Regions from separate parts of the Mus musculus genome. Here all the other regions are linked to region 3. A link is a contact called in public HiChIP or PLAC-seq data. All regions are on one chromosome and are shown on one strand. Each heading gives the region's core, a stretch centred on a gene start, on an enhancer-like site or on the middle of the called end of the contact. The rest is flanking DNA. Distances are from core to core; before and after follow the strand shown.

Evidence for each region. HiChIP or PLAC-seq counts read pairs in DNA pulled down with a chosen protein or histone mark.
Region 1: a contact with region 3 is called in an HNF4G HiChIP or PLAC-seq map of pancreatic cancer cells. The contact joins the enhancer-like site here to the promoter of Rbm26 in region 3. A contact is called at or near these places in 4 of 39 promoter capture datasets (the 3T3-L1 cell line, cranial neural crest and hippocampal neurons), 1 of 484 Hi-C or Micro-C datasets (uterus) and 8 of 115 datasets of contacts at active chromatin or transcription factors (the NIH/3T3 cell line, astrocytes, embryonic stem cells and 3 more).
Region 2: a contact with region 3 is called in an H3K4me3 HiChIP or PLAC-seq map of embryonic stem cells, with 12 read pairs. The contact joins the enhancer-like site here to the promoter of Rbm26 in region 3. A contact is called at or near these places in 3 of 39 promoter capture datasets (cranial neural crest, embryonic stem cells and neutrophils), 1 of 484 Hi-C or Micro-C datasets (embryonic stem cells), 10 of 115 datasets of contacts at active chromatin or transcription factors (bone marrow-derived macrophages, embryonic stem cells, extraembryonic endoderm stem cells and 1 more) and 1 of 9 other capture datasets (embryonic stem cells).

The regions. Positions count from the first base shown.
Region 1 is chr14:105,921,195-105,925,064 of GRCm38.p6, forward strand. No RefSeq gene overlaps it. Among named protein-coding and RNA genes, the nearest start is that of Spry2, 26 kb to the left of the region's middle. Within about 2 kb of position 1,952, at least 135 of the 459 cell types and tissues checked have an H3K27ac peak or open chromatin away from gene starts, as enhancers often do. A contact at or near this core is called in the NIH/3T3 cell line, pancreatic cancer cells, stem cell-derived neural progenitor cells and 1 more, where this site is marked.
Region 2 is chr14:105,859,040-105,862,810 of GRCm38.p6, forward strand. No RefSeq gene overlaps it. Among named protein-coding and RNA genes, the nearest start is that of Spry2, 36 kb to the right of the region's middle. Within about 2 kb of position 2,057, at least 34 of the 459 cell types and tissues checked have an H3K27ac peak or open chromatin away from gene starts, as enhancers often do. A contact at or near this core is called in embryonic stem cells, extraembryonic endoderm stem cells and trophoblast stem cells, where this site is marked.
Region 3 is chr14:105,175,072-105,178,780 of GRCm38.p6, forward strand. Rbm26 (RNA binding motif protein 26) reads right to left here and starts at 2,243. Exons shown (of 22, transcript NM_001368684.1): 1 at 1,711-2,243. The coding sequence starts at 1,781.

The sequences.
Region 1 (3,870 bases), core at 702-3,201, 750 kb after region 3:
CGCTCTGCCTGCCACGGGCAGCTCATTCAAAAATAACCTTAAAGTAATAAATCAAACTCGTTTCCTGAACTATACAAGGAACAGCTGCTTATTTTTCCTCACTTTTTTTTTCAAAGCAGAGAGAGAGAGAGAGAGAGAGAGAGATTTCATTTTTTTCATTTTTTTTTTTTTTAACTACAGGAAACCAAGCATGTCAAAATTTGGCAAAGCAGTTTGGATGATTTAAAAGCTAAACACTCCTCTTTATAATGCTAGACGTCCATTGGCCTCCCCCCCCCCCCCACTTATTTAAACGTTTATTTTTGCAATCCGTTTGTTGCAACAAATGGCCCTTATCCGGTTCTCCCTGTTTTTGAAAGGAAGATGACGGGGGTGGGGGTGGGGTGGGGGTGGGGGCAGTTTCTAAAGCATTGGTCCATTGGCTCAATGATTTTACAGGTACCAGTTCTTTTCTAAGGTTCTGCAGCAATTTGATGGGGGCTTCGGATGTTACCGCATTTGTTTCTTCTGAGAGCCCGTTTTTTTTTTTTTTTTTTTTTTTTTTTTTGGAGTTTTGATGAGACCAGTAGTTTTTCTTCAGTCTCTTGATTTAGGAACTCCATGCTAGAGTCTTTGCCACCATAGAGGAGATCTTTTCTCTTCAGAAAAAACAATTTGCAACTTTTCAGTCTCTTTGGGGGTCCTTGTGTGTCTATCTTCCTCCTTGGATATGTTTACTCTCCAGATAAGAGCAGCTAGCCTCTGATTTCTTTGCCAATGATTAAACATCTGTAAGGGACACAGGATATAAAAAGAATTCTCTTCTGTAATGATTAGTGTGTTTCTTTGTTTTATAAATAGCTAGTATTGAGAAAAGGATCCATTTTTAATGAGAACCATAATAGAAGTTATTCTAAAAATTTTTAAAAATATGACAAGATATTTTCTAATAAATCATAGAATGCCTTCCTAGAAATTAGGGTTTTCATATCTTGTATACAATAAGAGTTAAGAAAGAAACATACTTTAGGGCCTCTGATTTTTACATACTATATATATTTCAAATCATTTAAACATAAGCAGCTCATCTTAAAATTAATTCTAAGGTTATTAATATCCCATTGTACAACATACCTTGATTACTATCATTGTTTAGAAGTATCGTTTGTCATGATTCAGTAGTAGAGGAGAAATGATGGATGGAGTAGTGGGATGTTTAGTGTCTAATTACCGATGAATTTCTTTTTCTTCCTGATTTGGTTAGAGGTTATCCGTGACTAGATGCTTGTCATGAAAGGCATGTCTACAGGAAGACGGTGAAATTCCGTTTGCAGTAGAATCACTGTTGTTGTATTTGCAGGGAAGTACACTGCTGTGGTAGCACAAATAAGTCAAAGTTTGTGCCACATGGTTAGGTCAGTGTACTTTGTACACTCACAGTGTCCCCCCGGACTGTTTTAACAGTGAGTTCAGCAGTGGGTGTGGTTTCCATATGAATAGCTCTTCCTCCTATGGCCGTTGTTCACTCTGAGACTGTTTGGATATAACTTCTCCTCAGGTTCAACATTTGAGGCTCAAATGTGATCTATCTAGGAGGAATTCTTGAGAACTGTATTAACATGTTTGAAAGAACTGGATTTACTGAACACACTACTGTGTCAGAAAGGATTCCTTGAACGCTTGGACGGTTTCTAAACATAGTTTATAAATAAGGATATAAATTATCTGTGAATTAACACACAAACGACTTGGAAATGTCGAGGGCTCTGTCGTCTAGATGACTCATTTCACCCCCATTGAGTCACAGCTTCCTCTTGCTAACAGATGCTTAGAAATGGACTGGTTCGGTGAATTTCAAAGCAGCTGGAACCTCCGTGGCCTTAGCATCTCCTTTTCTGGATCACTGCGGCCTCTGGGCCACATGTAGGGGTGAGCTAGGGAGAAAGGAGCTGTGCGCAGACTTGCCTCCTGGCCTCCTGCTTGGCTGCCACTCACACAGCTTGCCCCCAGAATGGACTTCCTGTGTTGTCAGTCTTACTCAGTATCTCACCAAGCACTCTTTGTCACTCAGCCTGAGACAGAAAGGGGCGAGATAACAAATCTAGACTGCTTGTGTTGATTTTGTGGATAACCTAAAGGGCTCTCGGGGGGGGGGGGGGGGGCCCACCTCTACTTCGGCAACAGCCTTTCCTGTGACATTGAGCCAGGCTTTGGACATCCCGTTCCTTGGTTTGTGTCAATGAGGAATGAGGACCGCGGTGCTGTGTCCTCTTACTTTATTACAAAGTGCAGTAACTCGAACATTTTTCTGAACATTGAAAGCCCTTAGCAAAGAAAACATAACGAAACGCAAATTACAACCACCACAAGAGACAGACGGTCTTTTCTGTTCTCAGGAGATGGGAAGGAAATCACAGCTCACTAATTACATTCTTTACCTCCAAAAAGAATATGTTGTAGTCATGTAAATAAGGTCTTCCCTTCCGTCATCCTTCCAGTTTCCCCTATTATTATTGTTGTTGTTATTGTTATTATTTGCCCACATCACCATCCTCTTCCTGCAGATTTCCTTCTTCTACGTGGGAGACCTTAACACTTATATGGGGTCAAAGTTCAACAGCAACTGGCATTAGTCAAGAACGTGTCTAGTAGGCACCGAGACAAATAAGGAGATCAACTGAGTGATGGGACTGCATAGCAAGTCATGGTGTGTTGGCTTCAGCAAATTCCCTGGGTTCAGAAATGAATTCACAGAGGTAGCGTTGGCAAGCAGGGTCTCTGGACTTTGGTGTCTTTATATCCTAGGATGCGTATTTATCCGGAGCTCTTTGCAAAGGGATTGGACAGGATGGAAACCATCGAGAAATTGAAAGATTCTTCCTGTTGTGTGGGAGAAAGTATCATATCTATACCTGTAGCCTTTACCTTCCTTTGGTTAAACAATGAAAGTAGGCTCAGTGCACCTGGGAGAGAAACACTGGATCATTCCATTGCATTAGAATTTATAAAATATTCCAAAAATTCGAGAATGTATTTTAATTTCACGTAACAAAAAAAATCCCCCTTTAAGCGGTTGAGTTTATTGCTGCTATCTTGTGTTATGAAGACACTAGCAATATCAATCGTGACTTAGAAATCAGTTTACCTCGTCTTCCTCATGACATCTCAGGAAGGGACCTGCACACGGGCTCCCCATGCATCACGCATGCGCACCGTTTCCATGTGGACCGCAGCACCTGCACGGCAGGGCTGAACTCCTGAGCTCTGCACAGGAAGTACTTATACTACGTGTCCTAACGTTGTGCTTATTTCATTTTTCCTCCCAAAGACGTTATTCGATATTGGGTAGGAAACACTCAGAGATGATCCACATAGGACATATATTCACATATACATATACTTTTTAAAAATAAGTTATAAGACACATTCCAGTCTGTTCATAATATGGATCAGAATAGAAGGTAGATTATTAACTTTGTAAGCATTTTTCCCCCGGGTTTGTTTCGCCTTTATACCAGACATGCATTACTTTTTTTTTTTTTTAACTAAAATGTGAATAAAGAAAATGTTTTGACACTTGTTCAATAAAAGTGACTTTTGAGACAATTTACCAGTGGCAAATAATATTTGTGATTTATCATTTTTGTCAATCATGATAAAGGATCTGAAAATCCAGGAGAAAAGGCTTTTTTTTTTTTTTTTTTTTTTTTAAAGGCACACATTCAAACCCACAATGGTTGTGCTCCCTCTGCTGGCTCTACTGGGACAGTTTGGGAGGATAGAATAATAGCAAAGAAAATTCTGATTTTTGTGTGTGTTTTACATATTGTTTTGACAGAGACGTTTCTCCTGACAGAAAGTTTTAGGTTAGTTGGTAACATTTCCCCTAAT
Region 2 (3,771 bases), core at 807-3,306, 680 kb after region 3:
TAAACAGTAAAAGAGATAAAAGATAGGCCTTAGTTCCTGCGGTGAGCAAAGACCACACCCTGGGCTTTTGCGTGCACGAGGCAAGGATTGTACCATTGAGCTGTAAGTAGATCCTTACCCTCTGGGAGGACTCGTGAAGACTGCAGGGATAACGGAGACTTCTACCTTCCTGTTTTTGTAGTGGTTGGGTATTTGCATATGTAACATATGCATTTGTATTTTAAAATGAACTTAGCAAGCTCACATTCTTAAGATAAAATCAACAAAGTTTAGGAGAACAGTAGGTATAAGTGGCTTTAGAAATTGGTAGGTTTCAAACCCTGGACAAAAGGCGGACCTGCCTATTTAACAAATCAAAGTGGACCTGCCTACTGATTCCCCCCCCCCCTTCTAATCCCTCAGTCCCTTCCTGACACACAGCCCTCCTGACTGGCATACCCCACCCACCCTTCCCGTAAATGCTACCGCAGAGGGGGCTGGGCTGCTCTTCCCAGTGCAATTCAACCATTTTGGTTACCTAAAGTCTTTGTTTCTGTGGGCCTTCTGGTCCCCTCCTCTCCTCCCTCCTCCATCCCCTCTTTCACGTGGCCCAGCTCAAGGTCATGTACACTCTGGACTTTCCCAGGGGTCCCTGCCTCTGTCTATGCTCTCTCACAAGTCTCTAATGAAGTTTCTCCTCCACCACACCTAGGAGTACTCAGGTTTCCTTGCCTTTTTTGTTTTCTTTTGTTTTGTTTTGTTTTTCCCATTCACTTGGGGCTGAAGCCCGGACTGGTCAAGTTCCTTTCCTTTTTATTTATTTATTTTTTTATTCAGTAATGTTGAGAAGAATTCGGGAGTAAATTAAACAATTTTTGTGCTAATAATAACAGAATAATCCTCCTCTTTAAAAAAAAAAAACTAAAATTGCTTAAGGCATTTAAAAAACTTGTTACTACATGCCTTATAATTAGCCTAGTATTAGAAACAAAAGAACCCCAGCAGAGTTTATCTGAGCCATCAGTGCCAAGGGAATGGATACAGACTTTGAACAATGACCTCAGATTTCTAGTCTAACCTTTCATTTCCGGACTGCTAGCTGATGGGTAACATTCTGAAAGACAGCTTCCCCAGTTTCTCCCTCCCTCTCCTTTGGAACTCAAAGGAGTTTGCATCTTAATCCGTTTCTGTAGAATTATAGAATTGTAGAATATTAGAAGGTTGAATTTGGGTAAAGCTTGGAGAAAAACATTAAAATTTCCTCTGGCTCTCTGGGAAATGTATAACTCTCCTGAGAGAAGATCACAGCTATGCTTCTGCCAGCAGGTCTTTGGCATTCTCTTAAAACAAAAGCTAGACTACAACCACCATTAATAATGGTGTGCATTACTCATAGGGACCTGTCTTCTATGCGCTGCTCTTTACTTAATGAATATGAGAACACACTGTATTTCGCCTTACAAAGGGAAGATCAGAAGCGGTCCATTCATTTTGTTGGATTGAGTTGTGTGCCCTCAGAAACAGAACAAAGCGGAGGGTGGAGCCAAATAAAGAGAGCACCACTACCTGTAAACCCACAAAGATTTCCTAATAAGAGTATTGCAATTAAAATAATTTTTCTGTGAACATTTTTGGTTCACAAATTCTATTAATGATGGAGAACAGAGTACTCTACTGTGATAAAATATTCCGGTTTTCTCCTCTTTCCTTCTCCAGCCCTAAACATTAAAAATTTGTATCACTGACGACTTAAAAGGTTCACCCTCAAGCATCCACTGTGTGTGTGAGTGTGAGTGTGAGTGTGTGTGTGTGTGTGTGTGTGTGTGTGTGTGTGTGTGTGTGTATGTATGTATGTGTGGTGGATGGAACTCAATACCTCACTCCAGCTAGGCAAGCACCCAGTCACAAATCACAGGTTTTCACAGATTTCCCTATTTCTCATTATCAGAAAGTCTTTTCAGATGCTTTACAGAGGTCATTCAAAGTTAAAATTCAGCAACCCCGCCCCGTGTGACCCTTTCTCTAGATTCCCACCCTGGGGTGTTTCCTTTCCCCGCTCCCCTAGGGAGCAGGAAGCTTATCAACAAGACACACAGGTGTGAGATAATCAGTTAAGCTCCTCCCAGGGGTGTGGATCTGGAGCGAGTGGCGGAGAAAGCCCAAGTCCAGTGTGCTCAAAGCAAAGTTCAGTAGTGGGAGAGAGTGTCCCGCTTTTGTCATTTAAAACCACTTCCTTAACTCTTTATCCTCCAGGTACTATCTCTATCTCTGTGACACTGAATCTTTTATCAGAACTTGTTCCTAAATAATGAAGTTCACATTACCTTCTAGTGCATTTTCTTCTTTTAGTTATGATTTAACCCAGGTGCCAACTTGGGATTCCAATGATTCTATTTACCTGAATTCTGGCTTGGGCAATTTGCCTGAAAATGTCAATCTTATTTTTTGTTTAGATTTACTTTAATACTATCCAACAATAGACTCACCATATCTTTTTTTTTAAGATTTATTTATTATATGTAAGTACACTGTAGCTGTCTGCAGAAACTCCAGAAAAGGGCATCAGATTTTGTTACGAATGGTTGTGAGCCACCATGTGGTTGCTGGGATTTGAACTCAGGACCTTCGGAAGAGCAGTCGGCACTCTTAACCACTGAGCCATCTGACCAGCTCCTCACCATGTCTTTTTTACTAGTATTGGCATCAATGGCCAAACAAATGTCGTAGATTGTTGAAGGTTTAGATATGCAGTTTTGATTCCCAGGAAGTAATACTGTAGGCAGATATGGTAGGAAGTAATACACTTTCAGAGACTAAAATATGAACATTTAACAACGATGCCCCAGTGATTAAAAGAAGCTCAAAGGAAGAAGATGCTCTATTGTAAGTCAATAAGGAACTTGATAGCACAACACAGAGTACAAAGTGACCTAAAGATCCGAGTGGGGACTACAGGAGATAAACGCATACAGGCGGTTTACGGTGGGCTCCTGCATTGGTATCCTTAACCAGAAACCAAAAATGCACTTTGTCCTATCCTGGCTGAAGGGGAAATGCCAGGACTGTTTCTATTCTGCTTCTTAAATGATTTTCGCGTCTCCATTCTTGAGATCAGAACGTCGGAATAGCCTTGGGCCTGACCTCCACCTCACTGTCAGCTTTGGAACACACCTCCGGCTTCCCGGGAAATCCCAACCAAGTAAAATCCGCTTGGCCTCCCTCTAAACCGCTAGTCCAGTCTGAAAGAATAAGCTACCGCTCGCCCAGAGTGGAGACAAAGCATTCCGATCTGCTCCAAAGATAGAAATACTGCATGCCATTGTCTCCTCCCTTAAGAGAGATAGTGCATCTGGGTGTGTCAGTCACCTGGTCAGGTCTCCAAGCCACCAAGAGAGCTGACTCACCGGAAGGTGGAAGGGATAATTTCTGAGTTGGTGAGACAGCATGCCTGTCCTCCCCTAAAGGCCTTCTGTCCCCTGTGCAGCATTGCAGAACTTCCGTCTTGTAGCACGGAGGGGCGAGAAACATAACTTCCCTTTCCTTCGTCTCTATCTCTTTTTCTTCAGGATACTGCTAAAGTCTGGGAATGCTCTTGCTGACCCTCTGGGCCTTCTCCTTCCTTCTCTAAAGGTCTCCCCCACCCCCCGCTGCCTTTTTCCAAGCGGCTGCCCGCCTGCCTTGGGGCCGTTTGGCAGCTCTACTCTGTTTCTTGGACCCTAACGCCACAGAAATGGCTTTCTTTTCCTCTTCTTTCCCCTTTCCCAGAGTTTGCCAAGATTAATAGTTTTTCTG
Region 3 (3,709 bases), core at 993-3,492:
ACCCTCCCACAATTTTCTAGCTTCAAATCCTAGTAGCATGACATTGTATCTCTCTAGTCCTGGCCCACTTTCTAGAGCATCCAACTTTCCTTAAGAAGAATAACTAGTACCTCACACATCATCATCACAGCATGTCAGCAGCCATTCCCTTCCCCTCCTGGATTGCCCTCCACCTTTTACATCATCCATCCAGCTGTTAAAGCTAACTTTGAGGCTTCACACTTGATTTTTCCTTTCCTTTCCCTTCCTTTCCCTTCCTTTCCTCCACATCACTGTATCGGGAAGTTCTAGCAGACCTACTTGTGAAGTACATGTGGTTCCATCTCCACCATCATCCAATCGCAGTCTCAGCCTACAGTACGTTCAACGGAGTGTCCCTTCATTTAAATCTTACCACCTTCAGTCTCCACAAACCACCCTTACTTGAAGTCAAATCAGTCCTGGCCTGCTTTAAATAACCTCTGTTCCAAGTGTGTGTTAATAAGATCTTAATTCCCAGCCTGGACCTAAAGCTGGCCCCTGTCTACTGATTCCATGTCTTTCCTCTCTCTTCCCTATTCTTACTCTTTTTTGAACAAACCACATTGATCACGTATGTCCTCTACTAGGCCTTTCAGCTATTCTTCATTCTGAAAATGCATCATTCCTCGGAAATAGTGGGGCCTTTTCTCCTCTTTTAAGTTTTATTAACTATTCCTTGCTCAGACAGTTTCACTGACCAACAACCCTGAAGCAGCAGACCCCATTCAAACCACGGTTACATGGTCCTCTACTATCATAATGGCCATAACTGGGCATAGCTGAAGTGTATCTTATTGCAGCTTATCAACCCAGGAGAATGTTAAAGTCCTGTCCCAAAGCTCCCCACAGTATATGGTAAAAACTTAACGCATGCATTAAATAAGTGAATTACCTGCCACTGCATTTCAAGTTGCTATTGTAAATCAACGATGCAGAAAACAACCTATGATGTATTTTGCATTAAATAAATACATAAAATATTCCTAAAATCTTTCAATATTTCAACAGTCGCACAAACTACTCAATTTCTCCTTAAATGCCAAATATTCCATACGGATAGAGATTTGGGTTTGTTGGTTTTTTTCCCCCTTCTTCAAAGTAATAGGATGTAGGTGGCAAGGGGTCTGGGGCTTCCTGGGCTTAGCACCTGTTACATCTTCAATCAGTTAAGAGAGGTGCGTATGAGCCACACACCACATGGAAGACGTGGCCTTTCTTTAAGGGACTGTAAGCGAAACCTTAGGTTTTTAAACTCGAACTTCCCTGATCCCTAAGAAAAAGCCATGCACTTCGTCTTAAGAAGCACTGTGGAACTATCTACCACCGGGAGGAGAAGCTAGCACTCGGGAGGAGCCGAGAAGCCGATGTGGAGGGCCTCGGAAGACACACACAGGTGTACGGGGAAGTTTGCCATCGGTCTGCCTATAACGGGAAAGGGGAAAGCAAAGCAGGGCACACCGGTTCAAAGATCAGCTCGACCATTACAATCAAGCCCAGCTCCAGCTTTGGCTATGTTGAGCCTGGACGGGAAGGTGGGCGAACAGAGAAAGCAGAGCCTTGGGGGGACTCCCCACCTCCCGGTTCTTCGCTTCGGCCTCCACCACTGAGTAAACTGCCCCGATCGGGGCGCCCGCCTGTCCACCACCGCCATCCCTGCGAGCGAGCACTGCTCCCCCGGGGGTTACTCACATGGGCTCGAGGGTCTTGCTGAGCCAGGACTTGAGCGCCTCGAAGTTTTCGATGATCATCTTAGAAACCATCCACCGCGGCCCCGAGGCCGGCCTCGCTCCTGCGCTCGCCCAGGTCGCCGCCGCCGCCCCCTCCTCCGCGCGCCGTCCGCGTGGGCAGCGGTGGGAGGTGCCGGTGGCAGGTCCCCGCGAGCCGCGGGTCGGCGAGCACCTCGGCGGGGGCCGCCGCAGGCCACGCGCCCACCGGGTCCCCGGAGCTTCTCCCCTCGGCGGACCCTGGCCCGGGCTGAGGCAGCAACCGTTTGCCGGCCGGGCCCTCCCCCCTGCCCCGCTCCCCCAGTGAATCTTCCCGAAGGGGAGCCGAACGCGCTCCGACCCGGGCTCTCCTCTCAGCTTTGGGATTAGGTGCTTGGTTGGTGGCCACGCGGCAGAGCAGACGTGAAGAAAAGCGACAACGAAGGGCGGCTCAATGGGAACGGTTCGGGGGTCTTCCCGGCTTCCAGCACCCCCAAGAAGATGGCTGCCGGTAAATCTCGCGAGAATGAGTGCGAGTCTCGCGGTGCGGCCCGGAGCATGCTGGGAAGAGACGCAAGTTCGGCCGGGTGAGAGCTGGGCAAATCCAGTAGTGGATCGAGGATTGACCAATCGCAAGGGTTGAGGCCTCGGTCCCCTTTTATCCATCGGCCTTCGTGGTGAATAAGCACAAGCGCCGTCTTACTTCACCAGGATGGAGTGGCCGCGGGCTCCCAGGCCTTGTCCTCTGAGAGGATTGTGCTTGTCAGCACGAGTGAACCTAGAAGATGGGAGCTCTCCATAAGAAGACGGCCAGCAGTGTTTGCAGGGGTCCTGCACTGTGCGACCTGCCCTCGGTGTCACAGCATCCTCCAGTACCATCTTCTGTGTGTGCTGCCCCGTGCACACGATGGGTAAACACACACTGGTCTAATCTAACCCACCGAGACCTCCAGAGGATTAGTGTTCTTATCCCAAAGTACAGGACTTTTTGGCCAAGGTCTAATGACCTATGGATGCCCCAAACCAAAGATACCTTGTTGATTTCCAACCTACAAGAGAAAAAAAAAAAAAAAAAAAAAAAAAAAAACAGTTTTGTTACATTTTAAATTCTGTTCATTTAGAAAAGTTTCAACTTTTCTCCAAGAAATTACAATGTACTAAAGAAGAGCATTCAAACCAGCATCCTATATACATCATAGGTGGTCCCGCAAGTTTGGTTCTATTATATTATTAGGAGACTACCAAAGACTAGTAGGCAATGGGCCACAATGGAATGAAAAAATAGTGGAATGGACAAATGGAATGAAAAAGTAGTCCACGAGTCTAAAGACACGGTCGGTGAACCATAAAGAAAGTCTTGATGCGACAGAATTTGCAATATGCTGGAGTGGAGTGTCCTTTAAGCATTAACTAAAAAGGTTATAAAATACAAAGCTAGACGTTTGCTCTAAAATATGATGCCATGAGTGAGACGTTAATTAGATTTAAGCTAATGAAGAATTAAGATATTAATTAAGATGATTTAGCTAACTGAAATACCGCAGATATGAAAAGACAAAATATTTAGAATTCCATTTCTAGAGGTTGCTAGAGTCCCAGGAGTGACCGAATGCAGAATGGTGGTTGCCAGGAGGCAAAGGGGGATCTTGAGAATTACGTCTCAGTGATGCAGAGTTTCAGTTTGGAATGATAAGAGTTCTGAAACAGTTGGTGACTGAACAGTTTGACTATACATCTAATGCCATGAAGTTGTACACATACAATTATTAAAATGGTAAACTTTAGGTTACATATAGAATGTATAAATAATATACTATTGAGAATCGCGTGTTTCTGTTTAAAGGCACCATACCCAATATTGTCGATGAATCAATATTGACTCCTGTTCCCGGGCACTGTAGCACATGTTTAAACAAAGCCCGTATAGTCCATGTGCTTTTCTCTGTAAAATACATCATGGCCTTCTTATATGTGGGAACCATAGA